Linked DNA regions of Mus musculus: region 1 is linked to region 2. A link is a contact called in public promoter capture Hi-C data. All regions are on one chromosome and are shown on one strand. The core of a region is the stretch at or near the end of the contact, and the rest is flanking DNA. Distances in the headings are between cores, read along the strand shown.

Region 1 (7,425 bases), core at 2,409-4,908, 49 kb after region 2:
GGCTTGTCAGTGTTTTATCACAGCAACAGAAAGCTGAGATACTTGGTCACCACCAAGGGAGGGTCTAGCATCAGGAATCATGCTGTAAGTACAAGACTGAAACTCCCACCCTGGGTTCCTGAAGGACATCAAGGCCATTGCATCTCTGTTGGCTGCCTGACACGACTGTCCCAGATGAAAGACAAGGAGGGAATACCTCACATGTCTGGATTCAGCTGTTGGTGTTTGGGCTTAGAGTTCCCAGCAGCTCTACTCAACCCTCAGTGCTGCAGGTTTGCTTTTCTGAGACTCCTGGTGGGTCAAAAGAGGTCATCGGGAGGTGGGCCAAGCAAAGGGGAAGAGCTCTTGTTCACAGAAAGCAAAGTGATTTTCCAGAACCAGGAAGTGGAGGTTCCAAAGCTTCAGGATGTCTCTCCTGTCACCCATGTGAGCTGCATGACCACTTCCTGTGAGGACCCTGAGAAAGTGACAGTCTGGCAGTCATCCAGGGAGAGTTTTTTAGGACTAGAGGAGGCTGGGAAATCTGCTCCTTGACACAAAAGCAGTGCCACCAATGGCAGAGCGTGTGGTGCTGATGTTGGTCCATCCCACCTGTGCACATCCTCTCAACATCAATTCAACCTGCTAGAGTTTGAAGCTTATGAAGCAGGTGGGATCCTTGCTGGTCCCAGGGAAGGACAAGGTGACTGTGTCCATCTGGTTTTGTAGCTGGGATGGGAGGCAAGCAGCCCAGAGAGGCATCTCTGGGATAGTCACCCTCAGTATTTCCTTTCTTCATCTACCTGCTTACTCAAAAAATGGTCCCTGAGCATCAAAAAAATGTTTGACCACATTAGAAATGAACAGTGATTCCTGCAGTGTAGTCACATTCATTTGGGGAAGCATAACTCCTGGTAAGTGCTGGGAGAAGATGCAGGCGCTGGAGAACATAGCTTGTGTGTGCCAACTCATACATGCTGTGCACTAAGCGGTGTCCCTTGCCCCCTCCTTCCTGTCTTGAAGTCCTTAGTTCTTCGGAATGCAAATATGCTTGCATATAGGATCTTTAAAGATATAGTGAAGGTAAATGAGAGCCTTAGGATGTACCTTCATCCAATCTGGACACCTTGATTTTGAACTCCCAAACTCAGGAAACGAGAAGCGTGTGTCCATATTGGAAGGGAGCATCAGACATAGAAAGGCCATCCATGTGAGGTCATAGATATCTAAAAGTCAACAAAGGATGCCCTAGAAAGAACTAGTCTTGTGGACACTTGACTTTGGACACCCAACCTCCAGAACCGAGGACATGTCTGCTCTTTGAGTCCTTTGGTGTATAGTATTCTGTAACAACAGCATGAGCAGACATACAGTGTATATGGGATGGTTGGGATGAGGTATGTGTGGGTCAAGGAGCTAGAGCCAGGATTTGGAGCCAAGCAATTGCTGTGCCTCCTGTATAGCAGACAGCATTCACCCACAACTTGAAAAGAAGAGAGTGTGGAAAGGGAACTGGAAGGAAGAGACAGGAAACAGGACAGTCTGCCATTGTAAAACCCAAGCATCATATGTGGCTTCTGCTGAGTCTTTGCCATTGAATGCTCACTGAGTTATGGGACCATCAAAGAAGACTGATGTAATCTAGGGTGAATATGGATTTCTTAATCCTGGGTCCCCCTCCTTGTCCCCATCTCTGATTTATTTAGGCTCATGGTTTCACAGGTGTTATCCAATGGTCACTCTAGATTCTAGTCCAGTATTGAAGCAGGGCATCATGGTGGTAAACACAGAATTTAGCAAAGCTGCTAACCTTTACAGTAGCCAAAGAAGGGCAGTGGGGTGAGGGGATGCTAGGACAGAATACCATGGGCATGTTCCCCATTGACCTACTTCCTCCTCTTGCCCTCCCTCCTAAACTGTCGATTTTCTATATTTGTATACACCGTCATGTACTTCAGAGCCTCCGTTCGCAGGCTTGCTTGGTGTCTTAGTTTGGGTTTCATTGCTATGAAGACACACCACGACTATTGCAACTCTTATAAAGGCAAACATTTAATTCGGTGCTGGCTTACAGTTTCAGAGATTCAGTCCATTATCATCATGGTGGGAAGCATGGCAGCATGCACATAGACTTGGTGCTGGAGGAGCCAAGAGTTCTACATCTTGATCTGAAGGGCAGGCAGAAGGAGATTCTCTTCTACGGGCAGCCAGGAGGAGGGTCTCTTCAGAACTAGGTGGAGCTTAAGAATAGGACCTCCAAGTCTGCTCCCACAGTGGCTTACTTCCTCCAGACCACACTTATTCTAACAAGTCCACACCTCCTAGTGGTGTCACTTTCTATAGGCCAAGCATATTCAAACCATCACACTTGACTTCAGTGGTTTTGTTTTTTCTCTCTGTGTACAGTGACTTTGTGACTGTTGCTGTGGCTCTCTAGAATAGCATTCTTAGATACCAGTGGCCTTGCATACTTTGGAGAAGTTCAGTAGGTAGACGTGAAACAAGCAGGTGCAGACTGAGCCTCCTTCTTCTTGTTCATGTTTTGGAAGAATCACAGCTAAAGCCTATGAGATCTAAAAATCTTTTCTGTAACTTAGCAAAATGCTTCAGGTTAACCCAGCCAGCACAGTATGAGTGACAACCCCCCCCCCCACGTTGATCACATCTATGCCCATTTGATCACAGGGATGACACGATGTCCCTGTCACCCAGAAGGAAGCCCTCCTTGATTTCATTGTTGAAATGACCTGGCTGGAGTGAATGCATGGCTGCTCAGCTTCTGCCTCTCAAAGGTGACATCACCAGGAATTCTCACAGGTGGCTCTTTCTCTCCGCTGAGCAGAGTATGAGGTGCAGGTCACAGTTCACCCCCTTCTTCCTGGCAACCATGGACCTAAACTGGGACATTTTTGCAAAGCCGAGTTTGTTTCGTCTTCAGAGAGAGTGGATCTGATTGTTCCAGGCTTCTATCATGTCCCCACAGGTGTGGTCAACAGACAACCAATATGGCCGACTTGGTCTGAAGTGAGTAATGGGAGCCTTCAGTGGGGAAGCCAGATGTCAGCTGGCGGAGGGAGGAGCAGGTGAGAGGTCCCCCAATACCTGAGAAAAGCAATCAGGGAGGGAAGGAAGGATTTATTTGGGCTCATAGTTTGAATATAATGTCTGTCATAGTAGGGAAGGCTTAAGGGAAACAAGCCCAGAGCCCCAGCCCGTGGAATAGTGCCACCCACATTTAGGATGGGATTTCCAACCTTAATAAACTCTATCCAGAAACTCTCTCACGAACATGCCCAGAGGTTGTTTCCATGATGATTCTACACTCCACTAAGTAAATAATCAAGATCTCCCATCACACCGTCCCATATGCTGCCTCCTGTTTCTTTGCCAGCCCGCCTTGGGCTGGTGTCCTACAACTCCCCTCTTCCCTCTTAGTCCTCCAACTTGTGCATCACCAGAGCTGTGGCCACTGCTAGGGCTGGAGTCAAATAGGGACCCCTGGTGCTTGAAGGCTCCTTGTGAACACACAGCAACATTCTGCTATCCTCACAAACCTCCTCTCAGGCCGAGGGCCAGAAGCCATTTGTGCAACTGCACAAAGCTAATTATTCTCCCTGCAGATGGTGAACCCCACTAATCCTCTTGGGCTCCTTATAATCCAGCTCTCTTGGAAGCTGCTGAGGTGGTGAGTCCTCCATGTGAGAGGGCCGGTGGCTGGGCAGAGAGTTCTGGAAGCCACCGAAGACCGTCCAGAGGCATGTCCAGAGAGCCCATCAAAAAACCAGTGGGGAGGTCAGCATCTGCCTCAGCCTGACCTTGATTAGCCGTTCCCCGGGCTCAGAAAGCCAAGCCATGCCCAAGTGCTCCCTGGAGGACGGTGAGTGGGTGCCCACCTGTGAGGTGAGCCACTGCGAGGTTGGTGGGTAGGAAGACTGACTCTGGGAAGTCCTAGAAAATGGGGAGGCTTTTCTGCTGCAGATGCTGATGGCGACACAAGGCCCCACTGCCTCCCCTCTGCCTGCTGAGCTGGGAGCTGATCATGTTGAAACACGGTGCTGTTACAGCAGCTGAGTTTCAGGTTCCTGCCAGTTGATTTATGGGTGTCAGTGCTGCAGCCTGTCCGGTCCTCCCACCTGGACCTGCAGGGGGAATGATGCAGTCGCTGGAGCCAGCGAGAGGAAAATTCCTTCCCAGGACACTAGGGTCCCACAGTGGAAGGAGGGGGTATCAGCTGGCCCTGCAGGAGTGAGGATGTCCAGGTGGGGCTGGTACCCAGAAATGGGGCCAGTTTGCTTCTCAGAAGATGTAGACCCCACACAGAACCCGGGTGAATAGAGAGTGTCGAAAAAGGGCCTGGGGGAACTGGGGCTCAGTAGTAGAGGGCTTGCCTTGCATACACAATGCCCTAAGCTGGCAAAAAAAGAAAGGAGGAAAAGGGCTTCAAGGACTCTGGGTATGACCTTATGGAATCTTCTAGACTAGCCTCAGGGTTTGAATCTTTTGTTCATTCCTAAAGAAGTAACCAATATGCAAAGAGATTAGGTACTAGAAGGACCCCAGAGTCAGACTGAGGATTCTTCACAACCAAGGACTCCTGGAGAGGGTGGGGATAGTGCCACTCCCCTGGGCCAGGTTCAGTGACGGGGAAGCCAAGGGTGGGGCAGTAGGTGCTGTGAAGGTCACAAGGCCAGTGAGCGAGGGTTCATGCTGAGTCTGGGTTCCTCAGACCAGCTCCAGCATGGTCATCACTGTTTCTGAACCTGAGCTTCAACTTTCTCATGGGGGCCACACCCTGTATCCCTCTCACTGAGCACTGAAAGCTCTCTCCACGGAGGAAGGGGAAACCCCCACCCTTCATAACTGCTACGTAGTGATGAGAGAAAGGTGAGAGGCATAAGCCACTGCCTCATCATGACACAACTACGGCTGAACCCCTGAGGAAGGTTGCAACTCAACCCTTAGGAAGGTGTATGCTCACAAATGCATGCAGACAGAAAGTGGGGACTCTACCCCCACTTCTCGAGGGAGTGTGATTGGATCTGTATTTACCCTCTTAGAGAAGAGACTTCTAAAAATCCTCTTACAAATCAGAATGACCTCAGACAGGCCTGCTAGCTTTCTTAACCCAGGAGACAAGAGCTATCTGTCATTCTCAGCACCTCAGTGTACTGGGGTGTGTGTGTGTGTGTGTGTGTGTGTGTGTGTGTGTGTGTGTGTGTGCGAGTGTGCGTGTGTGCGTGTGTGCGTGTGCGTGTGTTTGAGACAGACAGAGGGAGGGAGGGAGGGAGAGAAAGGTTTGCATGTGGGCGTATATCCAGGCAATCATGTAAGCATGGGTATGACATGTTCGTGCATGTGATGGAGTGCTCATGTGTGTATATGTTTAATAGGAAAAGCTGATATGGCAGCGGACCTGTGGCCTATCAGTCACATGTGGGACCCTGCTTTGGCTGGCTGGGGAGTGCTCTGTTCTCTGGGCTTTGGTCTACGTGGTAAAGAATGAGGGGTAGCCTAAAGGAGGCCATGGTACCTTCAATCCCCATGACCCAGTCCTCAGAATCTTTCCCCAAAGAACCCACTTTCCAATCCTTTAATCATCATGGCTGCTTTCCTCTGAACTCCTTCCAGGAGACCTGTGTCACTCCATAAGTATGTCACATAAATTAGTCAGTAAATCAGTCTGTCAGCAGGAGTTCTTGAGCAAGCACCCTGCAGCCTGCAGGAGATCCTGGGCAGACACAGCTCAACCCCTCTGCAACCAAAAGGGCTTTCACCTGCCTCAGATCTGGGGTTCACTTGGTTAGGCATGGCCTGGGGCCTTGGGGACTCATGGAGACCATATGCATCCTTTTTATTTTTTTAATGTCACCATTCCCAAAAGATAAGGGCCTTCACCCAGCGTCTCTGAAAACATCACATGTAGACATTAGCTGGGCACCAGCTGCGTTCAGAGCTTGGCTAGGCTGTGAGGCAGGGACAGTGAGTGGGAAGTCCCTGGCCACCAGAGCGAGAGACAGGTGAGTCAAGAGGTAAGCAGAAGGCTGCAGAAGCAATAAGGCCAAAGAGCCCTGGTCAGGGGCCAGCCACAGCTGCAGACTGGATGTCGGCATTGCTATGTGGGCTTCTCTGTGGAGCCTGATTTCCTGATACACTCTGATGAATATGAGGTGAGGTTGCTCAAAGAACTCAGAACCCAGAGGAGAGCAAATTAGTATTTTACTCAACAGCTGCAGGGGCCTTGACTGAGCCCTTTCATCTTTCAGAGGCTTAAATTCCCTAAGGCCCTAGGAACTGAGGGTTCCAGTAGGAAGCTAAGATAAGATCACTTACCTGGGTGTCTGGCACAGGGTAGGTGACTGTAGACATCTCCCCCCCCCCCCACTTACCCCAACCCCTATCTTTCATGCTGACACTGTGACCCAGTTTCTGGGTGCTCTATGGCTCTGATGGGTGTGATCGATACTGACTACCACCACACTGTGAGCTGGGGGGATGCTATGTTCTGTGACTGAGAGTCATGGTCTAAATTGGCAATGCCCCCCACAGGCTCATGACTGAACCCTTGCTCTCTAGTTTGTGCAAATGTTTTGAAGGTCATGGCACCTTTAGGAGGAAGGATCTAGCTGACGGAAGTAGGTCACTAGGGATGAACCTTTTAAAGGTTATAGTGTGGCCCACCTTTGGTGACTTCTTGGCTTCCAGGGCAACTGCAATGTGTACTTTCTGTCTTCTAGCACATACCCATACCACCATGGACAGGTCTGCTCCTAGGGCCACCACGCCTTCTTCACCACAGCCCCCATGAACATAAACAAGTCTCTCAGAAATACGAGACAAAGACATCTTTCCTCCTTTCAGTCCCTTCTGTCAGATGTTTGTGTTGCAATAATGCACAAGCAATGATGTGAGTCACCCACGTGGCCCCCACAGGACTGTCCTTACTTTTAGATCAAAGACACTTCCTTTAGTCTGAGAAGCAGTCTCATTTAGCATGGGTCCCTGCTTCGGGACCAAACAGTCTGGGCTGCTCAGCGTGACTGCCGGCTGCCTTCTTTTCCTTTGTGGCTGGACACACTCTTTGTTTTCTTTGCCATCTGTCTGCAGCCCTGGGAAGTACTCAGTCTTGCTCGTGGTCTGCGGCTCACCTGGTGAGGAAATTCTAGTTAGGAGAAAACAGTTGGGTGCAAAGCCACGCTTCTCAAATTCAAGTTTACACTGTTATCCACTGGAGGTTGGGGTCGAAGGCACCTCACCGGGCTCTACGCACTGCCCTCACTCTAAAGCAGGGGTTCTCTGTCTCAGAGTCGCAACTGAAGATCTGTATGTATTAAAGGGCGACAGTGCTAGGAAGGTTGAGAACTTCTGACCTAGAGCTTCTGATCCAGGAAGTCTGGGCTATATGCTAATTTGTGCCTTTGAGAAGCCTGTCACCAAGGAAGAGGTACT
Region 2 (7,349 bases), core at 1,627-4,126:
CCTTGACTCTGAGTCATTGCCTGCAGAAGGCTAGTATTTGCAGCTCTTACAGGAGTCTAGAATGATCAGATCAATACACTGACACAGTCCTGGGCCAGCACTGGCAAAATCCGGCATCCGAATGCCTGGGGCGGGGCGGGGCGGGGCGGGGCAGGGCGGGGCGGGGCGCCGTAGCTGCTGTAGTTCATCGGCCTTTCGACTCTTCAGGGCTGATCAGTACTTTTGCAAAGTATGACTTTCGCAGAGATGTGAGAGGCGCCAGGGTCACTGCAACTCTGTGTCCTTTGGCGTCTCCTCCACCCTTTTCCGGCTTTCCCACTGGCCAAAGAGCGTGCTCCCAGGTCCCTTCCCCGCTACTTGGACTGCCTGGATGATTCTCAGTGGGAGAGAATGTGCCTAGACCTGCTGGGACTAGATGCCCCAGGGTGGGGTGGTACCCAAGGGGGGTTCCCCTTCTCTGGAGACAAGGTGTGGGGACAATGGGGGAGGGATTTGTAAGGGTGAGACTGGGAAGAGAGGCGGGAGGGGGCTGTAATTGGGATGTAAAGTAAATTTAAAAGAGGAAGAGGAGGAGGAGGAGGGGAAAGAGGAGGGGAGGAAGAGGGAGGAGGAGGGAGAGGGAGAGGGAGAGGGAGAGGGAGAGGGAGAGGGAGAGGGAGAGGGAGAGGGAGAGGGAGAGGAAGAAACATCATTACAAAGATGAAGTTACAAAAGTGAGCAAACCAACCAGCCCGGGTTCCAGCCTACAGATGGCTCCAAGCAGCAGGTCGGTCAGCGATGGAGCAAAGTCACAAAGACTTCAGGCTCACAACTATCACCAGTTGCAATGTGTGAAACTAACTACTTGGAAGCAACTTTCCCAACCTGTATTCTCCGAGCCTGACCCCTCTCTTTGCCCCGGGTTTGCCAAGGTATCTACAGTCTTCCCTAACGGTTCTGCACTGTGTGAGCCCAGCATTTCCACAAACAGGCGCTGGCCTCTCTGAAGCTGCATTAAAAGCAACCTGTCCCTTGAGCAGAGTTAGGGTCAAACTAGTGGCCCCTTGTGATCCATTGTCGTCCTGTTCCTCTTTCTCAGAAAGCCATACCTCTCAAGGAGAAGCATGTCTGGGAGCAATCGTGGCAGTGAAGCACAACACTGCAAATGGCCTAGCGCCCACCCCCAACAGCCCCATGGAGACTTCTGCCTCTGGATATGCTGGGCAAACCTTCCAGTCTAGGATGGTGCCTGATGGCTCTGCGGCCTGCACCTCAGGACACCCTCTTCCAGACTAGCTCCCTGCTGCACCACCTTTGGCTGGTAGCTGTCCTGGCTTTGCACAGTAGCGGGGGTGGGGGTGGGGGGTGGGGCAGCGATCACCGGCTTTAAGGGACACCGGCCTTAGAGCCCTGTTGCTGGACCCTGACCCGAGTCTATTTTATGCCGAAAGCACATGCCCTGATGAATTTTATCTAGGGTCCTTGAGGGTAAAATTAGGTCTTAAAGTCGGAGAAGTTGCAGTTCTCCGGACATTTACAGCGTCTCAGCACTGGCCGCCTTGCACGTTGTAAGCAAATTCAGTCACCTCACAGGGACTTTGAGACTAGAGAGGCATCTCCATCAAAGATTACACAGCCAGAGCTCACTGTATTTACCTCATCACCGCCTGTGAGATCAGCCTTATCGCCGGGTTTTAGGATTAGGAAAGGTCTTGGGAGATACCGGACTTGCTGTCACGCATTCAGTAACTCAAGACAGAGTCTCACACCCAACACCACTGTCTTCCGCTCAGACTCTGCCTCTTTCGAAGGTCGCCTCTGTGGAGCCTCCACATGGGGTGGCGCGCCATAAATGTTTGTGGGTCTAATTCCAGGAACTAGGCCCCCCGCCCCTGCGGTGTTTCTACAGTGGGGTGTGTCTAAAGCATGTTGGCTCGTTATTTCACTCATTCGTTCATTCACTCATTCGGCAGTTCTTGAATGCCTACTGTGTGTAGGCGCTGATGTAACCGCCAAAGCAGCCGCGGCGTGCGTTAGGGTCTCAAGTTCCCGGTCCACAGCTCATTCAGGATACGGGGAAACCGAGAAGGCTCCACTGTAAGGAAGTAGTTGGGACACATAGGAGCGGAAAAGCGGCTCCTCTAGAGTCGGAAGAAGCACCAGAAATGGATTCCGCAAAAGGGCTACTAGCAAGGAAGATGCAGACTCAGACTGCCGGGGTCAGCGGCAGGCAGAGTGGGATGGGGGCAAAGACAAGAAGAGGAAAATCGGATAGCAGAAAACCCGACCCCTCTAGAGATCCACAGTGCCAGTTTAGGGAAGTCAGTGCGCCGAGTCCCTAGTCCGGTGGATCCCACATCCACCTAAGACCCTTGGTGGCTGCCCACGTTTACTGGGGCGAGATGACCCAAGCCATGGGTGTGATCTGTTCACAACAGCATACTTGGCCGATCTAGGGATATTGATAGTGTCTCTCCTCCTCGAGTATCCTGGTGTAAGCTGTTTGAGTTCGGTTTTCCTTTGCGGGAGTTTTGGTGGAGTCTGGTCCCAGCGCGGAGGGCAGCCCAACAACGGAACAGGGGCTGGACCTGACTCCTGCGCCAAGCAGTGGTGACTTCGAGCCGTGGGCGCGCTCCTCCTGGCCCTGCAGCACCTGCACCGGAGCGGGATCGGGGCAGGCTCGGGAGGCGGAGGGGCGGACAGGGGCGGGCACCGGGGCAGGCTCGGCCCCTCCCTCCCCCTGCCGGCAGGTCGCAGCGGGGACGCCGCGGCGGGGCAGCCGGGAGGGGCCGCGCCGCCCCAGAGAGTCATTGGCGGACCCGGTGGCCCGAAGCTGATAAATAAGGGCCAAGCCCGAGGCTGCTGGCCAAGTTGGACGTCGCGACCTGAGCGAGGGCCAGGTCAGCGCCGGCCCCACGAGGCGAAGCCAAGTGACCCGCGTTCGGCCATGGCCTCGCTGCTGGGCGCCTATCCGTGGACCGAGGGACTGGAGTGTCCCGCCCTGGAAGCCGAGCTGTCGGATGGGCTGTCGCCGCCCGCCGTCCCCCGACCTTCAGGGGACAAGAGTTCGGAAAGCCGGATCCGGCGGCCCATGAATGCCTTCATGGTGTGGGCCAAGGATGAGAGGAAACGTCTGGCAGTGCAGAACCCGGACCTGCACAACGCGGAGCTCAGCAAGATGCTGGGTAAGTGCGCGGGGCACGAAGCTGTTGCGAGGATGGCGCGGGTGACAACGCTGTTCGGAAAGGTGGGGAGTGGGGGTGGGATTTGAACACAGACACCACCAGGGCCTGAGCGGGCCACGGTGAAACCGGTGAAACCAGTGAAACTTTAGGAACAGCACGGGGCTCCGGACTGGTCCCTACTCTGGGTCGCGGAGCTGAGACTCCGGTCTCAGGAGCAGGAGCGACCCGCGGCCTGTCCCGGGGACTGGAACTAGGGCTTAAGGACTCAGAGGGGCAGATACGTTTAGTCTGGGTGGAATCGGCGGAACCGGCGTTTGCTGGAAGACTGAGGAGACTCCACTCCTCACGTTGTAGACTGGGAAAATCAGAAAGAGATATTGTCACAGAGAAAAAGATAACGAACGTACGTCAGTTGAGGCCTCACTGAGAAACGTCTCTATTTTTAACTATTTAACAGAAAGAAAAAGAAAATCAGCAACAAAAGATGTCCACCCGAATAGGCTGGGTTCGCTCATCTATTTATCGAAGAAGTGTAAATAACTTGAAAAGAAATTTTGAGCAGCCAGAGAGGGTCTTTGAATCCCATCGCTTCTTGCTTATAGCTATGGTGCTGTCCGCAGATAATCCTGACTGGAACCAGACAGGCCAGAGAATTGGGGATGAAAATGCTAAAACGGTTCCAAGGAACCCGTTCTTGTTGGATTTTCTATTCTCTCCAGTACTCAGAGCAGGGGTGGGTGGGTTAATATATGCATTACACACACACACACACACACACACACACACACACACACACACACTTATACACACACGTATTAATTAAATGTGTTTGTGTTAGTGAGTGTATGCGTGCACACTCGTGCCACCATGAGTGTGTGGGGGGCAGTCAGAAGACATCTGGGAGGTGGGGAGTAAGTTCTTTCTTGCCATCATGTGGGTTCTAGGAATTAGACATTCACATCTTCAGGCTTCGTGGCAAAAAATGCCTTAACCCACTGAATTAGTCTCAAAGCCAAAAAACTTTCAACCTTACCTTACTTCAAATCTCTTTACCCTTCAACGTGGTTCTTATTTATTTTAACCAGTAAGATCCCTTCAAAATATTTTGTTTGCAGAGGGCACCAAGGCCTGCCAGGAGAGGCATACAGGCCACTGGACCCCACCCCGCTGGGATGGAAGCCCTTCCCTTTTCCGTAGGAGCCTGGGCTCTTTCCTCTTTCAGAGTCACAGATCGAGGGCTGGCTTTCTGCTGGTAATAGGCCTGAGCCTAGAGAGATGGCCCAGCTCTCTGGCTGTCTGGAGGCTCCAAAAAGCACTTGGTGAGAGTTGTGGGGTTCCAAACACCTCTTATCCAAATCTTTGGCCAACTCCACCCAGTGTGTATTGGTGATCATTGCCGTTGGGCCTCCTTCCTCCGAACAAAATAATAAGCCTGTACATTCCCCATTCTATTAGCATAACAAGAAATAGACTAATATCTACAACCATTTTTTTTATCTGAAAGCTTATATTGTTTTCTTTTTTAATGAATTTTATGAATCTCTCTGTGGTTCAGTCCCAGTTGGGGAGAGAATGTTTTTTATTTTTTACCAGGTTTCTGAGGAAGGCCCTGGTGGAGATAAAAGGGTGGGGAACCTGGAAAGGAATCCAGGCTGCCTTATTTGGGGGGTGAGGACAGGGACAGAGATGTGGGAGACAAACCTTCCTGTGGACTAACTCTGTCTGGAATACAACTGCAGGCTTTCTGAGTGTGCAGTTCATCTTGCAGAAAAGACTATCTTTCCTCCTTTAGCAGTACAGCTCAAAATGGTCAAGGGGAAAACAGCAGCTCTTTGCTGCTTGTTAGAGACCACACAGCGCCTGCTAGCAGGGGCAGCTGCAGCCCCCCTGTACTCCTCCTTCCTGAGAACTTTCTTCTCTTTCTGGCCCATGTGAGGGAAGGCACAGATGAGAGACTCCCAACATTTGCTACTGCAGGCTTCCCAAACGTCAACCTTAAAACCCAGGTAAAGGATTTTTAGCAATAGAAAGTGAACTATTTTAGTGTACCATGAATACGTTGAGGCGTGCCTACTACATGACAAATGAGAAAGTGTATCACAAATTAGACATTTGTTAGGATTTAAAGTGCAAACCGTGTTTTAGTAAGTCTAGAGCATCTGGGTACGTTTGGGGACCAGAGCCACATTTTATAGTCAGGCCACGGATAGAGCACTCGGTGTGTCTGGATTCTGGACATCTTGCAAAACTAGTGCCATCTCTACATCTGGTGCTGTGGACACTTTTCGAGACATACTTCTAAGTGACAACTAATTGCAACAATTGCAGATATTGGTAGCTTCTGCCTCTGAGCACTCAGTGTCCTATAATATCCTGACCCATGGAACCAGCCAGTGTGGGCAAGGGCAGAAACCAGGGCAGGGTGTACATACCCTGTGCTTAGCCACAAGTGTATTGTACCCAGTAGGGAGACATGCTCTCTTTCCTTACAGGGCTTATCCGGCCAGATGCCTCGTCCTCTTCACTAGAGGGTCTGAAACTTGAGGGTACATTAGAGTCATGGGAGAGCATGCTAAATTTGCAGATGCCTACCTCCGTTTTAGTCGGCAGCAGTTTAAATGGTCTGTAAGTGATCCTTGGAACTCTCTGGAGCAGGGCTGCGTTCCATTGAAAGATGGAAGTGGTGTACCAAGGTGGCTTGTGATTGCAAAGGGACAGACTGGTAGGGTATGGTGAATAGAAAACCAAGTACAAGCAGCATTTTAACACTGGTGGGGATACACAGAGAGGAGACTCCTAAAAGGGAGAACCGAGCCCTGCATTGGAAACAGCACCTGTTATAGTCAGAAAGACGGAGACCAGGGGGCAGTTAAGGAGCTTGCCTCTGTGGAAAGCTGTGGCTGAGAAACTGTCCTGCTATGGTCAGAAAGTCCTAACTCCACGAGAGAAAGTGGTAGTGCACACACATACGTGCGTGTGTCTCTGTCTCTGTTTCTCTGTCTGTCTCTGTCTCTCTGTCTCTGTCTCTCTGTCTCTCTCTGTCTCTCTCTCTGTCTCTCTCTCTCTCTCTCTCTCTCTGTGTGTGTAAATATTAGCTTCTAGGCTATTCCTATATCTTTCCATAGCAGTGTCTATTTGACCCTCAGAGGTGAGGAATAGTTATTTATGAGCCCTAATTCTCTAATTCTCTAATTACTCTCTAATTACTAATTCTCTAATCTACTTCTTGATGACACGATTGGCTGAAGCTGGGTTACCGCACTTAAGAGACATGAGAGATATACATTACTAAACAGGATGACATCCCTTCATAAGTGGCAGGGAACTTTCATTAAAACGCACAAATAAACACAACTGACCCCTAAAGGATTTAAGGACCCTAGTCAATATTACAGTCTTTAGATTTTTTTTTCTGTTGCTGATGATTAGGTCGGGTAGGACTTCCCTGGGACTCTCACGGTTTGGAATGGTTGCCACATCTGGTGGGTTGGGGTGAGATGATGATTTCTAAGCACTTTTCTCCAACATTGTGCGATGCAAACAGGAAGAGTTGGTCCAGTCCCTTCAGTGCGTGTGTGATCTGGGATGAAAAGAGCCTAGAGGCAGGCGGTGTCCTTTGTGGCTGTGAGAGGGGTCCAGTGGGTGGGGTAGGGGTCAGAGATCAGCAATGGGATGCTAAGAAGCAGGAGGCTGAAGCAGGTGCGGAGGCTGAACCAGCACTTTGGAGTCTGAGCATGCCTTTTTCTGGTTTGTGTGATCAGGAAAGTCATGGAAGGCGCTGACACTGTCCCAGAAGAGACCCTATGTGGATGAGGCAGAGCGGCTGCGCCTGCAGCACATGCAGGATTACCCCAACTACAAGTACCGGCCCCGCAGGAAGAAACAAGGCAAGCGCCTCTGCAAGCGCGTGGACCCTGGCTTCCTCCTCAGCTCCCTCTCTCGTGACCAGAACACGCTGCCTGAGAAAAACGGCATTGGCAGGGGGGAGAAGGAGGACAGGGGTGAGTACTCCCCAGGGGCCACCTTGCCTGGACTGCACAGCTGCTACCGCGAAGGTGCAGCTGCTGCCCCTGGCAGTGTGGACACGTATCCCTACGGGCTGCCCACACCTCCGGAGATGTCGCCCCTGGATGCGCTGGAGCCAGAGCAGACCTTCTTCTCGTCCTCATGTCAGGAGGAGCATGG

Evidence for each region. Capture Hi-C pulls out chosen DNA fragments and counts their contacts.
Region 1: a promoter capture Hi-C map of adipose tissue shows a contact between it and region 2. The contact joins the promoter of Rp1l1 here to the promoter of Sox7 in region 2. A contact is called at or near these places in 4 of 39 promoter capture datasets (the 3T3-L1 cell line, the HPC-7 cell line, epiblast stem cells and 1 more), 1 of 15 datasets of contacts at CTCF or cohesin (the NIH/3T3 cell line), 2 of 484 Hi-C or Micro-C datasets (cerebral cortex and epidermal suprabasal cells), 7 of 115 datasets of contacts at active chromatin or transcription factors (cardiomyocytes, embryonic midbrain, embryonic stem cells and 2 more) and 4 of 9 other capture datasets (adipose tissue, embryonic stem cells, liver and 1 more).

The regions. Positions count from the first base shown.
Region 1 is chr14:63,988,773-63,996,197 of GRCm38.p6, forward strand. It overlaps Rp1l1 (retinitis pigmentosa 1 homolog like 1), which reads left to right and starts at 3,659. Exons shown (of 4, transcript NM_146246.3): 1 at 3,659-3,856.
Region 2 is chr14:63,940,830-63,948,178 of GRCm38.p6, forward strand. It overlaps Sox7 (SRY (sex determining region Y)-box 7), which reads left to right and starts at 2,877. Exons shown (of 2, transcript NM_011446.1): 1 at 2,877-3,164; 2 at 6,926-7,349. The coding sequence starts at 2,927.